Regions from separate parts of the Mus musculus genome. Here region 1 is linked to region 2. Evidence: chromatin contacts called from public Hi-C data. All regions are on one chromosome and are shown on one strand. The core of a region is the stretch at or near the end of the contact, and the rest is flanking DNA. Distances in the headings are between cores, read along the strand shown.

The links. A called contact is a pair of places that touch in the nucleus more often than the background predicts.
Region 1: a contact with region 2 is called in a Hi-C map of cerebellar granule neurons, with 2.8 times the contacts expected there. The contact joins the promoter of Syndig1 here to the enhancer-like site in region 2. A contact is called at or near these places in 1 of 39 promoter capture datasets (hippocampal neurons), 7 of 484 Hi-C or Micro-C datasets (cerebellar granule neurons, cerebellum, embryonic stem cells and 1 more), 2 of 115 datasets of contacts at active chromatin or transcription factors (embryonic stem cells and forebrain) and 2 of 9 other capture datasets (adipose tissue and liver).

What each region holds. Positions count from the first base shown.
Region 1 is chr2:149,828,313-149,835,398 of GRCm38.p6, forward strand. Syndig1 (synapse differentiation inducing 1) reads left to right here and starts at 2,471. Exons shown (of 4, transcript NM_001085521.2): 1 at 2,471-2,613.
Region 2 is chr2:149,737,147-149,743,809 of GRCm38.p6, forward strand. It overlaps the pseudogene Gm14130. Among named protein-coding and RNA genes, the nearest start is that of Gm14133, 58 kb to the right of the region's middle. Within about 2 kb of position 2,960, at least 14 of the 459 cell types and tissues checked have an H3K27ac peak or open chromatin away from gene starts, as enhancers often do. A contact at or near this core is called in cerebellar granule neurons and cerebellum, where this site is marked.

The DNA.
Region 1 (7,086 bases), core at 1,221-3,720, 91 kb after region 2:
CATGACAACTCTTCACTGATTTTCTTGAAAACCTTTATTTCACTGCTATATTTTATCAAAATCGCTACAATCACATTCTGAACCACTATGACTTTGCATGTAGGAAAAACTGGCTCACATGTGTGCTGTATTCCAGATTAACTGAGGTATTCTATCCTCTAACAGTAATAGATGAGATCCCTCTTAATACATGATTCTCAACTAGGAAGTGTAAATTTCTTTTAAAACACAATAAAAATCCCAGCTTCAACTGAGAGGCGAACATCCAGTCTACAATTAGAAAGTAACATATTAAGTGGCAAAGTGGATAATGTAGATTAAGAAAAATAAGTCTTTGACATTATCTCAGAAATTCAAACACGCACACCACACACACAGAAACACACATACTATCTATCTATCTATCTATCTATCTATCTATCTATCTATCTATCTATCTACCTACCTATCCAGACAACCAAAGGCTGGAAAATGCTGTCCATCTGTGAATAAATGCCTGTGTTCCTATGCAGACCCAGTAAATCATCCATGGAAAATTTTCGCAATATCTAACACATAGAGGCAGGTCACAGGGACTCAACCCTGGAGGCCATTGTTCTATTTGGAGGTAACACAGAGACAGTTGGGATCCATGGTGAGTCTTAACCCTACATTTGACAAGTTACCTGACTGCAATTTTGGGGGGAAAACTCGCTTTAAAATTCTAGCAGTTGTAAACCAAGCAGATGCTCTGGCAAACCCAAGTGAACCTCTAAGGCAACCTAAAGGCTGACTACCAAGATAGCTTGGCTTAGACACAGAGAATGAATTATAGTTGTAGGTGACCCCGGCAGTTTGGGAGACAAGACTCTCTCAGCCTTTCAAGTCTCCATCTCTTCAATAGACAAACAGCAGTGTTGATTCTGCATCCTGCATGGCTCTAACAATGGATGCTCAGCCTAGCAGTTCACAGGAGAGCAGAGAATGTTCTGTTCAGGAAGGAACCAGAGACCATAAGCTGTTTTACAGAGAGAGGTAAGGCTGACAGTTTCTGTTAATTTAAGAGATACTAAATGGGGGATACTCACAATGTCCTTTTCAGGCTGTCCCAGATAAAAGAGCTGCCTGGAGCTCAGAGCAACCAGTAGAAGAAAGCCAGGTGCCTAGCTGCTGCAGAAGTTGAGAATGAGTGTGATATTTAGATGTAAAGAAGACGTTCAGATGAACCCAAGCAAGGAGCTTCTCTGAACACACCTGGGTCCACTAATCAGCTCAACCTCCTTCCTAAGCCATCCAAATCTGATTTTTTTGTTTTCTATGTACAGCTAAAGGTCCCCAGAAGCCAAGTGCTGCACAGGGCTCCCAGGCAGGATTTGAGCTACCTCCAACTCTGACACTCCAAATTCTACTTGGCTAGATGCGGCAGTTTCTGGGGGCAAAATCTTGGTTTTGAGGCAAGGGGCAGGAATCTATACAAGATAGCTATAGATCCAAGGAACCACTAGGGAATTAGCAATGTTGACTCCCCAGGGAGAAAAAGTTTGGGTTTGGGAGAGCTGAAGCAAGGTGAATTTTCCCTTGTTTTGAAAGGGGGTCATTCAGATAAGACAACTTTTGATCCTCTTTTTGGCGAATTTTCTAATTCCTTCTCTATAAAATCTGTAAGGAAAACACGCCCACTCGAGCATGATTTTCCCCAACGTTTGAAATGTAGATTGTCTTCGTAGGCGGCTCTACTAGGGCTCTCCTCGACCTACTCCAAGCCACCACTCTGCCCCACCCCCAAGGCGTCGTCGGCCCAGTTTCCTTCCACAGCAACTACCATGGGGCCACCCGCAGTGCACCTACAATGGTGTTGGTCCGAGCTACAGGCTTGAGTCCCAGAGTACCGATTTCAGGCTGGTCTCTGTCTTTATTCCTTCTGCTGGTCAGGACGTGGGTCTTTCTCTGAACCTACAGTGTCCAGAGAAACCTTCTGAACCTCAAGTCGACCTGGAGCCTGGGAGGTCTTTTAGGACCAAGGGAAGCCACCGTTTCCACAGTCGGCGGCTAATTCTTGTCCTCCTAGTTCCCAGTGGCAGTCCCCCTTCCCCCATCTCAGTCGCCCCAACGTTTCCAGACACTAGCCCCCGGCCACCCGCCAGCCGCTATCACTGGCGAGGGCACAGCTAGCCTGGAGCAAAGTTAGTGGCCACCTTCGTGTGCTGCCGCTCTCTCTCCCCCTCCTCTTCCTCACGGCCACCTTCTCCCGGGGACCGCGGCCGCATACTCTTGCACACAAGTCGCCAGGCTCCGCGAGACCAAAGAGTGGAACGGCACATCCCGGGTCACCCCTAGTTCAGCCCGCGCCCTTTGTGCTCCTAGGGGCCAAGAGGACCGGGTTCTGGAAGGGTGGCGCCGCAGCCCTGTGTTCGGCTCTCGGGAACTGTGTGCTCGGGGCAGCCCAGGGCGCTGGCAGTGATCCAAGGAGGGGAGCGGCGGGGGAAGCTGCGCGCAGGGGAGGGCAGAGGCGGAGAGCCACGAGCCCAGAAGCAGAGGCGGGCTCCGCACCGCCCCGCGCCCCTCACGCTTCCCGGCTCTCGAGACGCGCGGGCGGCCGCCTGGGCGCACCAGCCGGGTCACCTTGTCCCGGAGGTAAGTCCCGAGCACCAGAGCTGCGCGGGAGGACCCCGGGCCACCGGAGTGGGCGGGTGTGGCGGGCGCGAGAGGATGCCCTGGCGCAGGCGGGTGTCCTGCTCCGCCTCGCAGCGCGCAGACCAGGCGGCGGTGATGGTGTGCCGGCCGCGGTAAGTCCTGAAGGGTCGCAGTGGCCGGACTAGGGAGACACAGTGTCGCCCCGAGAGAGGGGAGATGGCGCCTGACGGGGAAGATGCAGAGAGGACAGGAACTGGTAATACCGGCCCAGGGTGCGACTTGGCGCCTTGCCACCTTGGGTACCCAGGCGGCGTGAAGGGGCTGCTGTGCGACGTCGGTTAGAGCTAGTGCGTCTGTGTCTTGAGTTCGGCAAAGCCAGGCTGCTGGGGGCCAGGCCGGTGTACTGGAACACCTAGATGATACCGACCAGTCCCTGGAGCTACCTAGCTGAGTCCAAGAGGGGCTGGCGAGAAAGGCATCCGCGGAGGTGGCAGTCAGTGAGGTCCACATGGGACAGGAAAGCAAAGGGCCGAGGGGAAAGAGAATGTAGAGTTCCAGAGCATCAGGATTGGGGTGGGTGGGTGCACAATCGGTTACCTGAGCGGAAGACCGGACTTCTAGAACCCTTCACCTCCATCCAAAACGAGACCGGTTTTTATGAGCTGTCCGGTCCCTGGCAGCGCGACAGTCTGCAGCCTCGGAGCCGCCAGTCCTGGCGCCGAGATGGGCGCAAGCAGATGCGATTAAAGGGTTCAGATTCTAATTTTGTTGTCTCTGGGCGTGATTTCTACACTTCATTCGTGTCCTCTCTGTAAATACTGGAGAGAGTGGAGCATCCATGGAGTTGGACACTTTTCTTAAGAAAGAAGGGCTTTGGGCATGTGCCTGTTTTGTTGGACCCTAGCGGTGTGGTGGAGGAACCTTCAGTTGAGCTTTGGGCAAGTAGGATAAGGGTTGGTTGGCTTTACTAAAGGACCACAAGAAGGGGTCTTCTGGTATTCCTCATTTTCTGTGGGGTGTTCTGCTAGCAGAAGCGCAGGCACACGGTGCCTCAGACTTAAGGTGCGCACCACACTCCTGCGGTGTTTGATGTGGAGGTGGCGCCTCTGCGCTGCGGGCAAGAACTGGGTTGCCTGTGTCTTTCATAGTCTCACCAGGGTTTTTGGTGCAGCAAACAGTGGTCTCAGTTTAGCTGTTTGGGGGACGTAGGGGTCTGACAAATACCTAGGGGCTGTTTTTCTGTTTAGAATCAGGCAGCGGGACATGCATCTCTAGGGCCCTCTTCTGCAGAGCCGCGAGGTGGTAACCATCAGGCTGCGAACTGCGCAGACCTGCAGCTTGAGCGGTGTGGGGGATGGAGGGGGGGACGGTGCAGGGGGTAACAACCTCCTAACATATCTCAGAGCCTGTGGATTTTTCTTTGTCAAGGTGTCTGCAGCTTGGGTGTTTGCAGAGAAGTGGTTTCAAAGAGGGGAAAGGGGGTCCTGATAAAAGTGTCTGTAGCCTGGTGTCTGTTTGGAGGAGGGGAGAAGCTGAGGGGAATTTTCAGAGAAGTTGCTCATGCCTTTGACCGCCGTTTCGAAGTTTTAGACCACAGGTGCGGGGCCTGTGGATGTGTGAGAAAGCATCTTTCTTTCCTCTTTGCTTCCTTCTCTCGCACCTAGGAACACTTTAGCCTTTTGCTGGGACAAGCTTGTCTCTGTAAGTGATCAGATGCCCTTCTCACCCTGCCCCCACTGCCTGCCCCTGCAGAGAGGACTCATAGTAAATTAGCTGCCCCTTTTCAGTGAGAGAGGGTACTGTGGTACCAGGGAAGAGGGAGCAGGAAGGAAGCACTTCAAACTTTCCTATTACAGAAATCTTCAATGATATGGAAAGGTAGAGAGATGCCCTTGGCCTTGGCCGCCTCCTCCTTGTTTCTCAGAGTCCTGGAGGCCTTGTTTGGGAAAGACTTCAAAATCTATTCCCAAAAGGATGACTGAGGGGAGGAATATTCGGTGATTCCACATTATACAAATAAATCATAGCATCATTTGGTGTCTGTAAGCCTATACAATTATGAATGTATGAATGTATCCAACAAAGCAAATGTATTGGTTAAAATAATAAATTATATTGCTGTTAAATTGTATTTTTAAAATGAGCTAGAAAAGTAATATGTTTACATACGGGTTTTTCGTGAGTGCTTCATTTTGATTTTAACTTTAAAAAGAAAAAAAATAATTTCTAGCTGACTTTACCTGTCTGCACATGGTCCTGTCTCTGAGAATGATGGCAGTTTATTGCAAGCTGGCCTGGCCATCATAATAATTCGTGTGTGTTTTGTTTCTATGCTGGATTGGATCCCAGGGCCTCACCACAAATGCTAAACATTGCTATACCACTGAGCTACATTCTGGATTCAAAATATGACTGTTACTAATGATCTCAGTAGAGCACAGATGATGTTCATACAAGGAAAGATATTCCTCTCCTCATTTATATCGCAGGGGGGAAAAAAGATAGCCCGCTACTTTTATTGGAAGAACAAGTAGACCATTGCTGGAGGAAAGACAATTACAATTACTGAGGAAAACTGGCCTTTTAAATGTGCTATACCTGTCTACCTGGGGTCTGAGCAAGATTTTAGTTGACTAGTTCCTTCAAGAACAACAAAATAATTTTTTTTAAAAAAATGGTAAAATCTTTAAACCTCAATTTGTAAATTATAAGCAATTAATTTCTTCCTCATTTAACAGTGACCTGGAAGGGCTGCAATGGACTGAACTTGTCCTTCATATTTGCCTCCTCAAATGAGTCTTATTTGCTAGGGAGCAATTGCTTATGTAAATTGTCTGCTGCTGTTGTTGGCAAGGCTCACTGAGAGTGCTGCATGCTCCAGGGGTTCATTAGGAAACCTACGTGGGCATTCCTGTCTCACTTACTGGATCCTAGGAGGCGGTGTGTGTGTGTGTGTGTGTGTGTGTGTGTGTGTGTGTGTGCCATGCCTGCTGGGATTTGGTACCCAGTGTGATTTTAGTACTATAGAGAGGTGTGCCACACCCCAGAGAAGGCTAGGAGAGTTAGCAGGAGGAATGCCTTCCCTTGCAGAGCCCCTTAGTGTACCTCTAAATTTTCTTTGAGATAAAAGCTATTCCTAAAAAAAAATGTCAGTGGTGTTCCTAGAGTTGGGTAGACTTTGAAATACCTTTATGAAGAGCACTGTACAAAGGGATCCTTAGTTATCCTTTTGTTAAGTGAGCACTTTCATCATGTCCTCTCATATAAAACTTTGGTAATTTTGTTTTATGCCAGTGCAGGCCTGTACATCTCCCTTTGTTCTTTTCTAGTCCCCCTGCCTGTTGGAGAATGCAGATCCCTAGGCATAGACTGGCACAGTATTGCAACCTGTGGTTTGAACAGATACCACATTTTTAGAAACACTATGGGAAGGAAGGATAGGGTGTCTACTTGTCAGAATCAGCTGGTAGGAGCAAATGAGGTTACATAGAAATGTTACATGGGGCTGTTTTGCATAAATGTGCTCATGTGAGATGTTTTGAGGGGTATAGCCTATGATCTATTTACACTGTACTGGGGACATTGAGACACAATGTTAAAAAGGTGACAATATTCCAACCATTGAAGGCAGGCTGACTAGATTCTTACTCATACTTCCAGAATTGCAATAATGAAGACCAGCTGGTAGTTTTAGATATGATTCTTTTTTAAAGCATTCTCTGTGCAAGATTCTTGCATGTTTCCAATTATTGCTGAGTTTAAAAATCTGTCTTAAAGGTGGTCACGAGCAACTGAGCATCACTTTGTAGCCCAGTTCCTTGGTCATTGTTTCTTACAACCAGATTGTGTGCTAGGGGCAAAAGGAAGAGGGGTAGCTCTTCCCTTTCCTGGCTGCCACTCTCTCCCTGTAGAACTTTCAGGAAGACCCGTGGAAAGGTCATTGTTCCAAACTTTGGGCTTCACTGCAGGTGCTTTGAACTACCTTAGAAAAATCTCTTCACTTTTATGAGATTCTGTGGCTTTCACCCCCATTTTTCTCAGGATTTTGAAAACAGAATCCTTACAATGGTCACTGTTTGATAAAGGAAAGAAGCTGCAGGTAATGGATGTGTTTGAGTCTTGTCTTCGTGTCCTACTGCTGTGAAGAGACACCATGACCATGACAACTCTTAATAAAGCATTTTACTGGGGCTTGCTTACACTTTCAGAGGTTTTGTCCCTTATTAGGATAGCAAGAAGCATGGCCGTATGCAGACATGGTGCTAGAGCAGACCCTCAGGCAGCAGGAAGGAACATTCTTACAACTTGGGCCTGGCTTGACCTTCTACAACCTCAAAACCTGTCCCCCAATGACATACTTCCTTCAACAAGGCCACACCTACTAATCCTTTCAAATTTCAGCACTCCCTAAGCATTCAAATATAAGAGCCTATCAAAGCCATTCTTATTCAAACCACCATAAGTCTTAACTGA
Region 2 (6,663 bases), core at 1,710-4,209:
TTTGGCTGCATCGCCCATAGTGGAGTTTTGCTTTCACTGTGCTGAGCACCAGAGGCCTGTGAAGAAGAGCCTGTATTATCTTGGGCACCACACTCTCACTGTTCTTAGCTGCTTTTAATAGATATCTCTGAAGAGAATGGTTTTGTGAATGCTATAAAGACAATTCATAGCAACACTGAATAGTTGTTTTTAAGATAAATTTTATTGGTGATGATTGTTCATGTATTCATTCAAAGTGGCTTTCCACAGTTTGCATTGTGTACTACAAAAGTGTCCCCAAGTCTGTGTGTGTCTGTGACTAACCCTGATGTCCTCAGAGCAGTCTACATGTAATGTCTGTGTCGGGATGAATCACTGTCACTCATGTTGACATCTGCATGTGAACAGAGACAGTCGGTTCCAGCTCCTTTTGGCAGTAAGTTAAAGATGCACTGCATATAAGCAAACCATCAAGCATCATAGCATAGCAACAAGGCATGTCAGAGAGTACACCTCATGGTCAAGACTGAGTAGGAATTGGCCTCCCTAATCTGCCCAGCATAGCCAGAGTATTTTTGTACTACATATTACCAGCCTGGGAAAGAAGCAAAAATAAAAATAAGAAGGGGTTATTTTTCTTTTACTGTTGTGTATCAAAATCCAGTATAGCCAAGCCAAAGTTTCAAACTATCTCAGGCCAGGATTTACTACACACACACACACACACACACACACACACACACACACACACACACACACACTTGAGTTGACAATTTGGAGGTTCCCACACACACACAAGCATTTATATCTGTGTTCCTGAGAGAGCATGAGGGCCTCCCTTAATCAAAATCCATCTTGTTTTCGAGTTCCCTTTTTTGCTTGCCCTGAGATCAGAGCCTTATGTGCCACCAGCTGCCTCACAGGCAGACAGTTAAATAGATGAGACTGGAGTCACATCCAACTGTGGCGCCATCTGATGCCACATTGTTATTCTAATTCTGGGTCAATTTTAGTGCATGACTTTTTAAAATTATTACTGTCCTAATTACTTCCTAGAGAATGCAACTCTACTGCTCCTGTTCTCTGGGGAAAAACAAATAAATTCTTCCCCAAGTTATGATGTTTGCAGACAAGGAACATTAGCTTAATATACATGTGATTTACAATTCGGTGTATTTTTCAGAGAACACCATGCTGAAGACCTGATTTATAGAGAAAGTCTCTCTCTCTCACTCTCGCTCTCTCTGCCTTCCTACCTTCATTCTCTTTGTACCATGTATCTTCACATTCAATTTTGTCATCGCTTCTTTATGTTTGAGTTTTATCTCTCACTTCTGCCTGCATTCCCCCCATGCTACACAATAGCATCTTCCTAGATACTCATTACCTCCCTCTTTCCAAATTTGCCGTCTTTTCTTACAAATCAATATAGTCATAGACTGTTTTCTGTTTCCAGATCACACATTCTCTCCCATTTGCTTCTGCTATAAATCCAGTGTTGTAATCTCCATTGGCAGGTGAGCAAACTTTGGGACAATGGAGTGAAGACACTTATAAAGGGGAATCCAGCATTGATTCTGGCATCTGCCCACTCATTACCTCTGATCACAGTAGGCTCACTATATGTACAGTAAAGCAGCTTTCCCCTTAGCAGAATCTACACACAGCCAGCGCATCAGTGATTCCTTTCAATCAGTGAAGAGCTGAGGCTGCGGTGTTTCATGAAAGACCCTCTGAGGATGCTCTGTTATTCTTAGTTTTCAGAAGGTAGGATCTGAGTATCATGCCTGAGGTTTCCAATGTACAGGTAGACTGGTAGACATATCAACTTCACATGCTGACATTCTGGGTCGCCAGTCTGTCTCTAAGGCAGCCAATAGTCCGTCCCTGCTGAGAATACATGTGAAAGTTCCCTCTAAACAGATGGGGCTCCTTCCTGGTTTTAATCTGAGTTCACAGGGAAACAGAACATAGTGGAAGTGATATTCAGCCGCTTATGGGCTAGGTCATAAGAAGCTCTGCATGTTCTACCAGAGCCTATTGGAAGACTCTGTTTTGGAGAAAGAATGCTGAAACCCTCACTGGGAAGGTGATAGGAGAAACATTGGTAGTTTAGAAATAAAGAGGAACAAGGTAGACCTTGCTCCACTTCCAACTGTTGGGCAAGAAATACCAACACATGAGTCCAACATGCACTAAGTAGGCAGCGAATTCCCTGGACACAACAGTACATGAGGTACAGCTGAATGGTTGCCACTTGAATCTACCATGTTTGTATGTTTGTTATATTGCAGCAAGCAACCAGACTTGGGTTACATTCATGTAGGACTCTATGTCTTGATTCCTTCTGCATGGTGACTTCCTTGCTATGGGTCATTTGGAGGTGTAAATAAACAAGAGAACTTTGTGTAAACAAAATATGGCCATTAAGAGCTCATAGGGAGACATAGGCAAGGATTACAATCGTGGAGCTGACAGAACTAGAATGTATGAGGTGCTCTCAGTTCCTTCTCAAGGCTCAGTCCTATAATGGTTCCCCAGATTTAGCCACAGTTCAGATACTGTGTGCCAGTGACTCTCCTGCCTCAGGTTTCTATCTGATGGAAAGCTTTGGGAAATATACACAAAGCTTTGAGCTGCCAGGATTCAGGGGCCCTCTGTATCCCTCTTTGCCTCTGCCACAGCCAGAACTTTATGCAGCATCTTACAAATCACAAGTGTTTGTTCTGCTGGTCGTCTCATTTGCTGTGACACATTGTCATTCCCTTCTTACAAATGTGGGTCTTACAGTCTCAGAGAGGCTGGGATTTGTGATGCATGACCCCTTAGATCTTAAGTGATGAGATCAGGAATCTTGAAATGGCATAGTGATGCCAAGTGCAGCTTTTGCCAGGGTATCTCTGCCCATTCCTGGCCAGTCTGTGTGTATACAGAGATTCAATTCTTACTGTGCTTCTGTGAAAAGAGCACGGGCATGCTGCCCAGCAAGTGAATGCACAGACAGGCTGGATCCAGTTCTGTCTGATCTGTTTAGTGTCAAAAGGGACGCAACTTAGTTTGAAGCCTTGCCTTCTATGGCAAGAAAGCATTCATTGAGAATAAGGGGCTGACAACCTATGAATCTGAGCTTTGCCTGAGCAACTTTAAGGAACATTCAAGGAGAGATGTTGTTCCCCACTGATCTATAGTCATGTGTGAAGCACAATCTAATACTCTGCCATAACTTAAGAAAGAGAAGGATAGCCAGGTGCTGTGGTTCATGCTAGTAATTACAGCACTAGGAAGGCTGAGACAGGCAGACTGGTGCAATTTCCAGGCTAGCCTGGGTTAGTGAATTCAAGTAAATCCTGAACTACATAATGAAAGCCTAAATCAAAGATTGCATGTCCATTCTTCCATGTTGAGAGAGAGAGAAAGACTTAGACAGAAAGACAGAGAGAAAAAAGAGACAGAGAGACAGAAAGGATAGATAGATAGATAGATAGATAGATAGATAGATAGATAGATAGATAGAGATAGATAGATAGATAGATAGATAGATAGATAGATAGATAGATAGATAGATAGATAGATTCACACTGAAGAAATCATCTTCCCAAGATCTCAGGTTCACTGCCCCTGAGTTCCTTGGTGAGCAATGAGAACATGTATCTCTGATACACACAACTTTCTCGATTGCTACATTCTCAGTCCAGCTCTCAATTTAAACACATCCACCCTTGATGATTTCAACTCCACTCCACACTTCGTTCCCAAATTAATATATTGGTTTCTTCAAGGAGGCTAAAGCACTGAAGCCACAAAGTGCAAAAGACCGACCTTCAAGGTTCAGCCCTGTCCACTGTTCTGCTTGTAGCTTAGGGGAGTGGACAGACATAATAGCCAGTGAAAAGAACGGTGCTTTGCCTGGGTTAAGTATAGAGGCTTATTACACAGGAGTGTTATTCTAAGTTGGGCTTCCAGCATTATGTTTCACATTGTGGCAATTATCTTCCTAAAATCTCTGGCTCACTTCCCGTGAATTCCATAAAGAATAATGGGAATACTTTTACATTATTATTTTGCTGTGTTAATCTCATTCAGACCCATATTTAATAATGAACAGCTTTTGTGTCACCCTTTGATACTGACAAAGACCTCAAAAGCAAGCCCCAGAATACTTTGTGGTAGAGCAGAAATCTAACCGGAAATTCTGACCTATCAGTTCTCAGCTTTGTGTGAAAGGGGATGGCCTGGACCAGAAGCCTGTGCCTGGATTATATTTCTCCATTCTTTTTCTTTATCCATGCTAAATGCTAATCCCATCACTACCACCAATCAAAGAGAAATCCAAGATGTAAGAAACAAGAAACAAAGTCTTGCTCAAAAGAGACACTGGAGGCAAGACTTTGGGTACCATACTATGTATAATTCAGCTTTCTGTCTCTGTAACACATTCCTTAAAAATCAACTTACAAAACAAAAGGCTTTGTTTGGGACCCAGATGGGGGGTTCAATCCATGACTAATGTCCCTGGTGCTTTAGGCCCTTGGTAGCATATCATAGAGTCAGCATGTGGCTGAGCAACCTATTCACCAGGGAATAAAAGAGAAAGGAAGGCTCACTGTCCTCTTCAAGGGTACATTCCTAATGCACTAAAGCTCCTACTAAGCTCTACCTCCTAAAGGCTCCATTACCTCTCATTGAAACCAAGGTTTTCTGACCACATGAGCTTTTAAGGAACAATCCAAATCGAAGCTACAGCATCCTGCACATGGATCATCACCATACTTAGATGGAACTATTAGGCACTTAACACATAAAAGAATCCAAATAATTCTGCTGGAAATATACCATTCCCTGCCAAACTGATTGCATACTACAATCTGAGTCTTGGGTTACTACTGAGGCATCTGTCTAGGATTTTCAAGAGGTGGCATTCTAATCCATCTGCTGTCTACCTCATGGAGCACAGTTTTGGCCACATGACCTGTCTCTACCTTGTGAGCTATCTTTTGGAACTAAGACATTGGTGTGTACAATATATTTAGCTTAGATAAGGGCTTCTCAAATTATTTTTATTCATGAGCTCTATTCATTCAAGAAATGTTTATATAGCCCTGTGTATACAGATATATAAAATAGGTATGCAGATCAAATACTTATCGATAATAATCACCATAAATAAATTTATTGTAACACTATTCTTTAATATACATATAATTGTACCTCTAAAGATTATGCAGATTTGCATACTGATGAGATAAATGAGTGTCTTTAATTTTGCAGAAAGAACCAAATCTTGATTGGATATTGGGTATTCAGACACATAGAGCATCTTCTATACTTTTAGAGTTGATAAGTATTCTTACCATATAACCTTATTGCTAAGAAACATGAGTGGATGAATAGTAGTACAAAATGGCAGAAGAACAGTCAGGGCCATTGTCGAAATTATTAGAAATTATGTCCCAATTCCAAACCAAAACTCTGTTAATAACATATTACTAAACTCAAGAGAGTAATTCGCTTGGTGACTTCCAAAGGAAAAAAAAATAATTTCTAGCAATACAATTCAAATTTGACTAATTTGATATGCACATGCTGATGAATGATGGTAGAAAATTATTAAAAAGTCTCTATTTCCTGTAATTAAGCCACTGTGTTTTTACAAGAACAGAAAGCACTCTGTGTGTAATAAAACAGTGTAATTTATAACATATAAAAGTCAGAAATCTGAGCTGAGCTATTTCAAGCAACATGTGCTAGTGTTGTTTAATGTGATAGCATGCACAGTACAAAGAGCCAAGGCTGCAGTAGAATCTCATGATGCAGCACAGACCAGCACGGCCAGAAACATCTTGGACTCCTTTGATATTGAATAATGGTTTTGTCATTACACACTCAGAAACATTCTATTGTTACCACCGTTTTCACCTCCACCTTCAGTTACAGTGATCCCACAGAGCATCACAAGTCACAATATAAGAAGCCCGAGCTTCTCTACTCCTCCGTGTTCCAGAGACAGCCGCATCTTCTTGTGCAGTGCCAGCCTCGTCCCGTAGACAAAATGGTGAAGGTCGGTGTGAACGGATTTGGCCGTATTGGGCGCCTGGTCACCAGGGCTGCCATCTGCAGTGGCAAAGTGGAGATTGTTGCCATCAACGACCCCTTCATTGACCTCAACTACATGGTCTACATGTTCCAGTATGACTCCACCCACGGCAAATTCAACGGCACAGTCAAGGCCAAGAATGGGAAGCTTGTCATCAATGGGAAGCCCATCACCATCTTACAGGAGCGAGACCCCGCTAACATCAAATGGGGTGAGGCCGGTGCTGAGTATGTCGTGGAGTCTACTGGTGTCTTCACCACCATGGAGAAGGCCGGGGCCCACTTGAAGGGTGGAGCCAAAAGGGTCATCATCTCTGCCCCTTCTGCCGATGCCCCCATGTTTGTGATGGTGTGAACCACGAGAAATATGACAACTCACTCAAGATTGTCAGCAATGCATCCTGCACCACCAACTGCTTAGCTCCCCCTGGCCAAGATCATCCATGACAACTTTGGCATTGTGGAAGGCCTCATGACCATGGTCCATGCCATCACTGCCACCCAGAAGACTGTGGATGGCCCCTTTGGAAAGCTGTGGCGTGATGGTCATGGGGCTGCCCAGAACATCATCCCTGCATCCACTGGTGCTGC